4 separate regions of the Mus musculus genome follow, and regions 1, 2 and 4 are each linked to region 3. The links are chromatin contacts, called in public promoter capture Hi-C maps. All regions are on one chromosome and are shown on one strand. The core of a region is the stretch at or near the end of the contact, and the rest is flanking DNA. Distances in the headings are between cores, read along the strand shown.

Region 1 (2,700 bases), core at 116-2,615, 2.8 Mb after region 3:
AGACTGGGTAATACCAGACCTGATGCTCTGGTTTCCAGAATCAAAGGCTGGTCCCTTCTCCAACATCTCTTTTGCATATGATCTTTCTTCAAGCAGAAATCTCTAATTATGTAGCAAATAAACACAATAAATGAAACCCACCCCAATGAGGACAAGACAAATCTACTCAAACCTTGCTAATGCAAAGGAACCAACCAGCCACTGGTTTTGGTAGAGACTCAGAAGCAGGCAAACGGGTAGGAAAGGGCTCTATGGGGAAACAGGCTGTGTCCTGTTTGGATGCTCTTGGCCTAGGGAAGCTAGGGATAGACTAACTAGAAAAGATGGCCCTTTGTGATGGTTAGGGGAATCAGATACAACTTTTCTCTAGTTGGTGGTAAGATGGAAACAAGAAAAAATATTAGGAAAATTGGCACTTACCCACCGGGTCCTGACCATTTGAAGCCATCTTTATTGAGGTTTATTGAGGTCTACAGAAGTAATGGTTGGGAAGTCTTACACAAGGTCAGCCCTTTTCATTAACATATGAGCCTGGGTTGCCCCACCTTAAAGAGAGAAGGACTTGCAAAATGAAAGTCTATCTTTGACACCAACTCATCTAGCCAATAAACAGTACAAAGCGATTGATAACGAAAATAAAATATTGCTTCAGTAAATTTAAAATTAGAAAACAAAGGTTGTGAGAAAAAAACAAACTCATAATTCAAGTAAAATTGCTTTACATAATAAAGCAGGGCATTCTTCCTAGGTGTCACTGCTACAGAAACCTGTAGATGTCACTGGCATCTGTTCTCCCTCTTTGACTATCAGAACAAAACTAGACTCTAGGATCCCTTTGGTGAATACGAAGTGTTTGGTCTTCTACCCCTGCCGCCACAACTGCTGGAAGCAAGGAAAGAAGAAATGTCAACAAAAAGAGGGCACTGAGAGATGAAAGGATTTAGAGCTGGCATCCCTAGACTTAGAGGAGGAGAGGAGCTGGGATTTCTGGGCTCTCAGAGTGTCTAATGAACAGAATCTGTCAAATTAGAGGCAGAGGTATACTTTATTTTCTTCTCTTCCGAAAGATTAAGATGGGGAACTTAAAGGGAAAAGGTTTTAATGTAGCATTCTAACTAGCAAGACTTAAGAGCATGCGATAATTTCAAGGCAAAGGAGACAAAGGGTCCCGCGTGCTACTAGGGAAGTAGAAAAGCAATGTTATTCTAGATCTGGAGTCCCGGAAGGCTGGTGCGCAGCGCTAGGGACCCCGGGGCTTTACGGTAACTCAGCAGCGCCCCGGGCCCCCACCCTCGTGCGCAAGCGCGGAACCGTTGCCTGCAGAGCGGTTGCAGGCGGAGCGGTTTGCTGCCTGGTGGCTTGGCCAGTTTGACATCATGGCGTGCGCCCGCGGCACCGTGGCGCCGCCAGTCCGAGGTATGGGAAAAGAAACAAGAACAAAAATGTAGGATTTACCAGAGACGAGGAGCTCAGGTCCGAAGGACGTGGGGAAGTCCAGTCCTCAGGGTACCCCGGACCCTAGGTGGAGTGAACTGGAACAGAGAGCACGGACCCCGGGAAACTGAGGCACAGAGAGATTCCTGGGAGGAGGGCTGGAGCTCTGATACATGCGACCTCAGTACTGGCGCCGAAATAGAGGCTGGTGTTCTCTGGGGAAACTGAGGCTGAGGGGTAGCGCTGTGGCACAAGCGCAGGCTCGGAGTCTTGACACCAGGCTTTCTGAGCCACAGATGCCCCTGCCAGGTCGGAGTGGGAGAGCATGGGGAGGAATGCTGGGAGGCTTGGGTCGCTTTGGGGTTTTGTAACAAAACTCTCACTGAGCGGGGGGGGGGGGGGGGGGGGGACGGACGACACTGAACGGAAACAACTTTGACGCTGCTGCTCACTTGAGTTGGTTCCCTTGGACCGGTACAAAATGACACTCGCCTCTTCCTGATGCCTAGCCTCCATCGATGTGAGTCTCGTGGTGGTAGTCCATGGTGGCGGAGCAAGCAACATCTCAGCCAACCGGAAAGAGCTGGTGCGCGAGGGCATCGCCAGAGCGGCAACCGAGGGCTACAAAATCCTCAAGGCGGGAGGGAGCGCGGTAGATGCTGTGGAAGGAGCCGTGACTGTCCTGGAAAACGACCCAGAGTTCAACGCAGGTAAATTATGCTTGCCAGGTGAATAATGCCAAATCGGAGCAAGTTCCTGTCCACACCGACGCGGTATCCTTCAGTCTGACTGGCTTTGTGGTCAAATAATACTCTAGAGCAAGATGCAGTGCTGAATTTCCTCATTTTGCACTAAGCAACTTGTTTTGAGAATTTTTTTTAAGTCTGTTAATTCGCCTTTTATATAGCCTGCCCCCTAAGAATTCAATACTAAAAGCCAGGCATCTTGTTGGAGAGCCCTCCATAGCCTGAAACCATCTTCAAGCCTCAGCCTTCCAAGTGCTGGCTTTACAGGTGTAGACTTTTGGTATTTGTGGGTCTTGAGGTAGACTCTACATACCATAAAATGTAGCCATTTCGGCTTTGAGACCTGTGTGTACATTCCCTCCCTCTACCCCTCTGCATCTGTGTGTTTTCTCTGCCTCCCCCAAATTAAGCTCAAAAATCTTGAAACAGATGCTGGGAGAATCTTTTATTATAATATCCGGTCCCTGCTAAACAGTAAAGTCACTAATCATCTTCTGACTAGAAAATTGACTCTGGATAG
Region 2 (2,700 bases), core at 15-2,514, 2.9 Mb after region 3:
GCGGAGAGCACGCGGACCTGAGCCCCGCTGTACTGAGCAGCGATGAGGGCCTTGAAGGCCCTCCAATTTTCAGGGTATGTGTACAGGGTCTACAAGAGAAAGGGTGAAGGATGGACTAGAGGCAAGGAACCCTGAATGCCACTCCCCACGCACACTTCCATGCAATTCCAATGTGCACAGCTTAGATTCACTCCTAGTGAACCGAGTATGCCCCATGTAATCAGAGTCCTCTGAAATACCAAGAAGAACATCCCAGCTGCTAAATAAAGCTTACCGACAGATGTGACCTCTCTTAAGGACATCTCTAGAGGCATTCTTCCCTTCAAAACTTCTGGTCCCATCTGCCTAAACACACGAACACTCACACCCATCTCTCCCAGAACCCTTGTTTCATTCATTGGCGGTGACCCGGAGTCTAACTACTTCCAGGCTGCTATCACTTCAAAAGCACACACACAGACCAAGGGATTTCAAAGTTCCCCTCAGAATCGACACGCTGAATTCTAATGTTCATCAGTTATTCTTCCTGAAATGCCTTTCTTTGCACATGGCGAATTAGCAACCCTCTGGTCCTGTCCTGCAGTGAGTTCCCAGTTGTCTCCCTACTAAAATCTCACCAGCAGGGTCCATATGGGCTCACTTCACCCCCCCTTTATTCCTCTGGCTCCCAAACCTCCCCGAAGGTCAACTCCCAACGTGCCAGTCGCCCCTTCCCACAAAGACCCTCTCCTTTCCACGTCCTCGTTGTTGTCCCACAAAACGGTGGCAAAAGTTCCACCAACCTGCTCAGACGCCACACCTCAAAATGGCAGTGAGGTTAAACACTTTTTAAAGGTCCAGACAATGGAGACCCAGCATCTTTTTTCTCCTCAACCCCAGAACGTTCCACCTCTAGCCTCTGAGCCCCAGCCTCAGTTCCCCTCCAGGCCCTAGAAACCATGCTCTCCGACCGTACGGCTTGTGAACCCCAGATCGGCTCGCGGCTTGGGTCTGAAACTCCCCTGGCGCCGACTGGCCCCACTCAGGCAAAGGATGGCGGTGGATAGGGTGACCCTAATCACCGGAGCCGGCAAACTTACCCCAGCCGCCATGGTGATTCCGCAGAGAAAGGGGGTGGGGCTGTCGGTGCTGCCGCAAAGTAAGCCGCAAAGGAGACAAGGGAGGAGGAAAGGAGAGAGCAGTGTGGAAACAGCGGCCGGAAAGCGAGGACGGCATAAAAGGCATACGCACGACAGTTCCGTCTACAGCCCCGCTGAGTTGGAAAAAGCGAGGGGTGGGGCCCGCAGCCTGGAGCGCAGAGAGCGGGCGCCTGCGTAGTATAACTCTGGACGATCCTGCCCCGCCCGCGTCGCCGACCAATCGGAAGCCTGATAGGAGACGGAGCTCACCCAGGGAGGGGAAAAGTGTGAGAACCCGGCGGAAGCACCGCCCCTCGAAGGCTGGTATCTGGAACCCGTGACAAACTACAGGAACTGCCTTAAGGAAGGGGTGGCAATTTACTGAATTCCTTTTGTTCCTGTTCGGGTTTTTTCTGTAAAGGGTCTGTCTGTTCAGCTGGGGCCCACGGCCGAAAACATCTGAAAGTAGGTCTGCTCCGATTAAACTCCGTGCTGTTAAAACTTACACAACAAAGCAGCACGGACCAACTTGCCACGTCACCAGCACCACTCAGGCTTGGCTGCGCCCCAGAGGGTCGGGTAAGGCAGCCCAGTTCTGATACAATAGTTTACACATATCCAAATTTGAAAATAAATCTTGACTCCAGCTTATGGGCAATTTGAACTCTCTTTCACGTTAAAGGATAGAAAAGACAAACCCTAAACCCAAATTTGTGGTTCCCATCACCTGGAGCAGCAGGACAAGTCTCGTGTGGGCAAAGGTTGTTCTCAGAAATCAGTGCCTTTGCCTCGTGGAGGTGGCACTCCCTAGGAAAGTGCTGGCAAGTGGGAAGGAGAGCTCTGAAGTGGAAGTCATAGGACTGTTTTAGAGTAGTCAGGCCAGAAGCTACATTGAGGCAAAGAAAAAAGGCGTTACCAGGAGGAAAACAAAGACCTCGTAATGGTCTTATGAGGGAGTATGCAAAAGAACATTAAATGTCTGTATGAAATAAACTAGCAGCTTTATTGTTTTTGAGGTTTGGTTCCTCACTTGAGGAGATTTTTAAGTGCTTGAGGGATAAAACCCTGTAGAAAATGATGAAGACCAGGGAACAGGCCTTGGGAGTCCTGGAGTGGGGCCACAGTGAGTGTCTGCTCAGCCTGGGAGGCAGATGCCACAAAGCTGAGGAGGGGCTCCCCCGGCGGCCTCTCTTGCTCACTATTGGGTCCTTTTAGTTCCTGGGTCACACGAGCTTCCATTGCCAGCCACTCTGCTCCTGTGGTGGGACCTCCTCTACCTTCTTCCTTGGTTTGTTGCTGTAATCGTCTCCGGGCACGCCGCCTCCCCTGCCATACTTGGTGCCACAAGGCACAGCGCCAGCTCACTGATGATGGGTGTGATGCCTCCTTCCCTGTCTCACCCTGAGACCCTTCTCCAGCCACTTCAGGTTTCATGGGATTATGCTCAGCTGCCTTGTCTAGACAGTTTGCAGTCATCAGGGGCAACTCCTCCTCTGGTGGTCCCGAGTGCAACAAGGCCCAGTCCTGAGGTGTCTCTCGAACCTCTATTACCATTTCTTCTACCTCATTTTCACTGTGGTCC
Region 3 (2,700 bases), core at 97-2,596:
TCCCCATCACATCTTGGGTATGCTCTAATTTATTTTGTTTTAGTTACTATTTCTCTAGGTACAGTCTGGCTTAGAACTCCTGATTCTCTTGCCGCAGTCTCCAGGGAGTAAAAATCACTAGACAAGCTTGGTATATCCTAATTTCAATCACTTATCCCAATACAGATTTATTCAGTTTACTAAGTTTTCTTTGCTTCTGGCAACTTCTATTCACAGTATCTCATCATCTCTCCTCATGTTTACAAAAAGTGAGTTGAGTCACAAGTGTAAGCTCAAGCTTTCTACTGTTTCCAATGTTTAAAGATTCCAAATTGGAATTCCACACTCTAGGGGAACAGCTTGTGATATAACTTACCTGGGAACTTTTAGGGGCCGTTTCTACCCAATCTTCCTCCCCCTAAAGAGCCAGCCCTGCAACTGCCTCCACACCAGAAGCAACTTCTAGCAACTCTCTATGAAATGGCAATCATCTACTGGACCAAATCAGGATGACTCGGTAAGGATTTCCCTAGCTCAGTCCTTAAACTACAAATCCGGAGTCTGTTTGGCCCCAAGAGTAGGAGTTGCTCAAGGTCACACAGCAGTAAGAGACGGTCAGCAAACAGCTCCGTTCTCCAAACAACGTCGCCAAACCCACACTTTTTCTCCCTTCTCCTAGAAGGAACTTCTGCGGGACACGCCCCCCTCCCCACTCCCAGCCTTCTTTCCAAGCCGACTGAAGTCTCAGCCCGAGGACCAGTCCCTGCCCCTCCACCTGACGGCAGCCCGCGTGCACAGGGCTGTGTGTAATCCGGGTGAAGGGGTTCCGGGGGCAGGGCGGGAAACGCTTCCGTGGGCATTCCCCGGGGATTCTGCCTCAGGAAAAACCACCGGGTAGGAGCCATGCAGGTCTCCAAGGCAGCTCCGCGAGCAGAGGCGCAAGCCAAGGGTCAGGTTACCGCACTTAACGGGCTCTCCCCGCCGCAAACCAGCGGCCGGCTCTCGCCAGTCCCGCCCCTCCGCGGTGCGCTGCGGGCCGCACCCGAGCCTCGCGGCCGAAGCGGGGTTCCCAGCCGCCCGCGCCCTGCCCCCTCCTCAGCCGCACAAGACCCGCGCGACGGGCGAGCAGAGGAAAAAAAAAGGGGCGCGCGGGCGAGGGAGGGGTCACTTCCGGTCGCAGCCACTCACCTCGTAGCGGAACATTCTTGGGGAGGGGGGAAGGGAGCGGGGAGGGGAGTGGGGGGAGGGAGGGAAAAGAAGCGCCGACTCCCCGGGCTGCTCCGCGCGCGCGGGTCTCCCACCGGCTCGCGACCCCTGGCCGCCGCCGTACGCCGGAGCGTGCGTGGGGACGTGCGCAGGCGCGCCTCGGGCTGGGCGGGCGCCCCGGCGGCGGCAGCTGCGCGGGGACAGATTTGGCGTTTGGCTTCCTAGTGTGAGCGGCGGGAAAGAGATCCCTAGGCGAGACACTGCGCACGCGCGGGCCGTCGGAGAGGGATGACCCAGAGAGCCCCGGCTTGCGGCTCCTCCTCCGTTTTCCTAACTGCACAGTTGCGCAGTGCTTTTGAGTCACGAGGTTCCCGTCACTGATTGGGCGGAGAAAAGCCTTGTGAATGTCACAGGATGCGACCCCCGAAGCGTCTCAGCAGAGAACATCGGGGATTTATTCTTGGGTGATTTCATTTAACGTCCAGTGTCCTCCTCGGGGTGCCTTGACTTGGTCTGTGAGGGGGGACTAGTATGGCAAGTCAGTATTCTTGGAAAGGGACAGGTCGCTGGCTGAATCAGTCGGGAGGCCAAGGCTGTGATTGATAGAGGCCAAAGTGTTGACAGCGTTTGGTTTTAGGAAAAAGACGAAGGCACATTTAACAAGGATTATCTAAGGTGATATTTTTAGATGCCAGGCCCTTCACCCCGTTGGAAAGCGGGAGAGCCCTAACGGGCCGCGCAGCCTTGGGGCTGGGGTCACCGCAGCAAGGTCGGTGAGCTTGGGCGCTGTGGACAGCCATTTCCGCTGAGGATGAAGCCCAGCGGAGTTTGTTCAGCTTCCGCCTCAGCACCCTGGTTCTAGAAGTCTGCTGCTTTGGTGCTTTATTGCCTGTAGCGAGACCGTTTGAGAGGGTGTCTTATTTTTTATTTTATTTTTGAGCCAGGGTTTCTCTGTGTAGCCTTGGCTGTCTTGTTATTCACTCTGTAGACTAGGCTGTCCTCGCAGAGATCCGCCTGCCTCTGCCTCACGAGTGTCACTCAGGCGGTTGTCTCACCTGGGAATGAATGGTGAACTTTAATTCCTTAACACGTTACTGTTAGCGTGACTGGATTAATCAACTAGTTTACTATAAGCATTGGATTTGAAAATAGAAGTTCTGGATTGGGAAACGTGTTTTTTCACTGCTGCGTGAAACTGGGCATGTCTTTCTAAACATCTGACCCTTCAGGTTTTCTTTCGTAAAATGGGTAAAATTATATCTACCTCACTAAGTAGTAATCGAATAGTTACATTCTCTGCTCTCTAGATAAGGAACCTGGAGGTTAGAGAGAAGTAGATAGCCTTAAGCTGCCCACCGGAAACTGTTGCAAAGTTGGCAGCTAAGATATCTGAATCCCCAAATCTGATCACTTAAGAGCAAATAGAATTGACTCTTGAAGAGAAGGCAAGGTAAGCTAATAAGTAATTTTCAAGAGTTATGAAACAAACTTTCATTTGTGAGGTAACAGGTTTTC
Region 4 (2,700 bases), core at 146-2,645, 3.0 Mb after region 3:
AACAGGGTGAGCAAGTTGTGACAGAGAACCACAGGATAGTAAGTAGTTCAAAAACCCAGGCCAATTCTTTTTAATTCCTAGCCAATACAGAAATTCCCTTGTAACTTGCTTTTTTTTTTTTTTTTAGAATGGTGTCAGAGACTCTTCACCTTTCACTGTTACTGTGTTACTGTTTTAAGGTAGGTCTTGCTATAATGGCTCCAAGCTGACTGACCTCAGACCTTTAACCCACTGACCTGTTTCCCAAACGGTGTGCCACAACATTCAACTCTTCAATTTTAACCAGTTCCATCTGTCACTCTATTTTTCTTTGCTGGGGCTCCAACCCAGGGCCTTACACTTGTGAGTGTTCTACCACTGTGCTACACCCTCAGCCCTGCCACTATTTTCACTAGTACATTTCGACGATTATCTGTCAGCCTTTCTGTCCTTTCTACCTTCTGATCCTAATTTTACCTTCCACACATAAGGAATATAACAGTCTGAACTAGAGGCTCTCCTGTAATGGCACTACCTGAAAAGCGTTTACCAAGCTCCCACATAAAAGGCTGGATTCAAGGCGCTCCGTGGTCACGTGACCACTGACTTGTCAGTAAGTTCACAGATTCCATTACACGACAAATATTTATTGAATAAAAGGGGGGGGCAGTCCCTACTCCCTAGCTACTTTAGTGGAAGAGGTAGACACTAATAAAGTCATTACAAATTGTGATATGGGCCACTTAGAAAATTAAAAGAGATCAAGACTAATAAGGGTTACTTGAGCTAAGGTGGTCAGGGAAGTCCTGATGTGACATCTGGCCTAAAACCAGGATGAGAAATAGATGGCCTGGAGGTGGGGAGAGCACAGCTGGTCAAAAGCTGGAGGGGACAATGAACCAGGGGGTTCTCAAAAACCTATCAGCAAGCCGGTCTGAGAGGCAGAGCAAGGGGAGGGTGGAAAATAGGTTGCTTGGCGGCGGCGGGGTCATTTGGGGCTTGACCGGTATCCGCGGAGTTGCAGACTGCCGAGAGTTCTACACAAGGGGTCACCGAGGGCTGTCCCGAGGGCTGAGCGAGCGGGAAGCCGCTGTCTGCGGGTCTCATCCCCAGCGCCTTGGGCCGGCCCTCCGCACACCGCCCCGCCCCGCCCCGCTCACCGAGCTGCACCAGAGCGTAGAGGAGGCCGGCGATCGACACCAGGAAGTAGGCAAGAAACACGTTCTTCAGCTTCAGCTTCATGGCCGGTGCCACCGGGGCAGGCGGGGTCCACCGGGACCGGCAGGGACAGGTCCGCCCGGCCCTCCGCCCTCCCGCCGGCCCCGCCCCGGCCGCCCGGGCCGCGCCCCGCCTTCCCCAGGCTCCCTTACTAGTTCCCGGGAACGCGGGACTCTGAGCGACACCTGGGACCACTTCCGGCTAGTGGCGTCCCTCCCACAGGCAGCTTCCGGTCCCGCCTCCTGGTAGGCCATTCAGGGCGTTGACGCTATATCCGCTGGGTCAAGCGGTCGTGGCAGGCTGACCAAGAGCTTGTGTGGCCTAGCTCTATAATCATCTTGAAGCTCCCAATTGAGCACAAGCTCCACCCTTGTCACTGAGTTTTCTAGACTCACTCAACCATCCTTCAGCCTCAGCATTGGCTGCTTAAAGAAACGGTTGTTCATTACTTGTTCAACCAATGAGTGAAATCTAAAACGCACCAGGTGCTTGGCTAGGTCGTTTCCAGTGATTCTCAATCTTCCTAATACTGGGACCCTCTAATACAGTTCCTCATGATTTGGCATCCTCCCCATCATAAAATTCATTTTGTTGCTACTTCAAAACTGTAATTTTGCCGTTAGGAGTTGTGATGTAAATGTTTTCTAATGGCATTCCTGCTGGTCCCTCCTGCTTTGTGCTGATTGTCCTGGTTGTCTGTTAGGTTGTGCCACCGCTGCTTCGTGTTCGCTATCCCTACTCTACCGAACTGAACTGCTGATAGATTCATGAAATGTCTGAGTGGATCAAGCTGCCACTGCTAGCCTGTGAAGTGAACTGCAGATTTCCAGACAACAGACAAAAGCTACTCCAAAGAATCTTTCTAAACATGTCCACATCCCCCGTATCTTTCATTTTCCACAACCTCTGGTGGGTGGTGGACTACAAGGGAGGTTAAAGTGTTTAAGAATCATCATTAAAAATAGGATTTGAAAACAGTTACACATGTTCGTGAGGACCAGAGGACTTTGGAGTTTTAGCCTTGGGACCTCAGGTTTGGTGCTCTAACTGTTGAACCATCTCATCAGCCTTCCAATTTTAGGCCAAAATTATGTCATTACCATGGGACAATTTTTAAAAGTTCCTTCTAGATTTTCCGCTCCACGAGCTGTAGTTTCTTCAGGGTCACCTCTCTTCAGCAAGTGACTACAGAGCTAAAAGTGGGTACCAAGTCTACACTACAACAATGATACTTTATTCACGGATATGTAACAATTTACATATTTAGTCCAGGAAGTAGCTTGTCTAATATGCAGTTTTTCTTTGTCCCACCCCTACCCCCAAACCCCCATCCCCGCCCAAAACAAGGTTTCAGTTTCTCTATTTAACCACCCTGACTGTTCTGGAACTCACTTTGCTAGCTAGGCAAACTCAAGAGATCTGTCTACCTCTGCTGGGATTTAAGGGGCATACACCACCACTGGCCAGCATGTGCACTAGTTTCTATCACCAAAAAAACCTGGG

What was found. Promoter capture Hi-C pulls out the DNA fragments that hold promoters and counts their contacts.
Region 1: a promoter capture Hi-C map of liver shows a contact between it and region 3, with 5 times the contacts expected there. A contact is called at or near these places in 6 of 39 promoter capture datasets (the 3T3-L1 cell line, cranial neural crest, hippocampal neurons and 2 more) and 1 of 130 datasets of targeted methods (astrocytes).
Region 2: a promoter capture Hi-C map of liver shows a contact between it and region 3, with 4 times the contacts expected there. A contact is called at or near these places in 7 of 39 promoter capture datasets (the 3T3-L1 cell line, cranial neural crest, hippocampal neurons and 3 more) and 1 of 130 datasets of targeted methods (astrocytes).
Region 4: a contact with region 3 is called in a promoter capture Hi-C map of hippocampal neurons, with 5 times the contacts expected there. A contact is called at or near these places in 1 of 39 promoter capture datasets (hippocampal neurons) and 1 of 130 datasets of targeted methods (stem cell-derived neural progenitor cells).

Annotation. Positions count from the first base shown.
Region 1 is chr19:9,134,231-9,136,930 of GRCm38.p6, reverse strand. It overlaps Asrgl1 (asparaginase like 1), which reads left to right and starts at 1,365. Exons shown (of 7, transcript NM_025610.3): 1 at 1,365-1,416; 2 at 1,944-2,144. The coding sequence starts at 1,377.
Region 2 is chr19:8,965,605-8,968,304 of GRCm38.p6, reverse strand. Eef1g (eukaryotic translation elongation factor 1 gamma) reads right to left here and starts at 1,264. Exons shown (of 10, transcript NM_026007.4): 1 at 1,080-1,264; 2 at 1-89. The coding sequence starts at 1,091. Tut1 (terminal uridylyl transferase 1, U6 snRNA-specific) reads right to left here. Exons shown (of 9, transcript NM_197993.3): 9 at 2,095-2,700. The coding sequence ends at 2,145.
Region 3 is chr19:11,911,045-11,913,744 of GRCm38.p6, reverse strand. Patl1 (protein associated with topoisomerase II homolog 1 (yeast)) reads right to left here and starts at 1,346. Exons shown (of 19, transcript NM_172635.3): 1 at 1,168-1,346. The coding sequence starts at 1,182. It overlaps Gm31092 (a long non-coding RNA gene), which reads left to right and starts at 1,338. Exons shown (of 2, transcript XR_386559.3): 1 at 1,338-1,649.
Region 4 is chr19:8,919,088-8,921,787 of GRCm38.p6, reverse strand. It overlaps B3gat3 (beta-1,3-glucuronyltransferase 3 (glucuronosyltransferase I)), which reads right to left and starts at 1,395. Exons shown (of 5, transcript NM_024256.2): 1 at 1,140-1,395. The coding sequence starts at 1,221. It overlaps Gm36629 (a long non-coding RNA gene), which reads left to right. Exons shown (of 3, transcript XR_003952913.1): 1 at 1-38; 2 at 128-179; 3 at 471-2,700.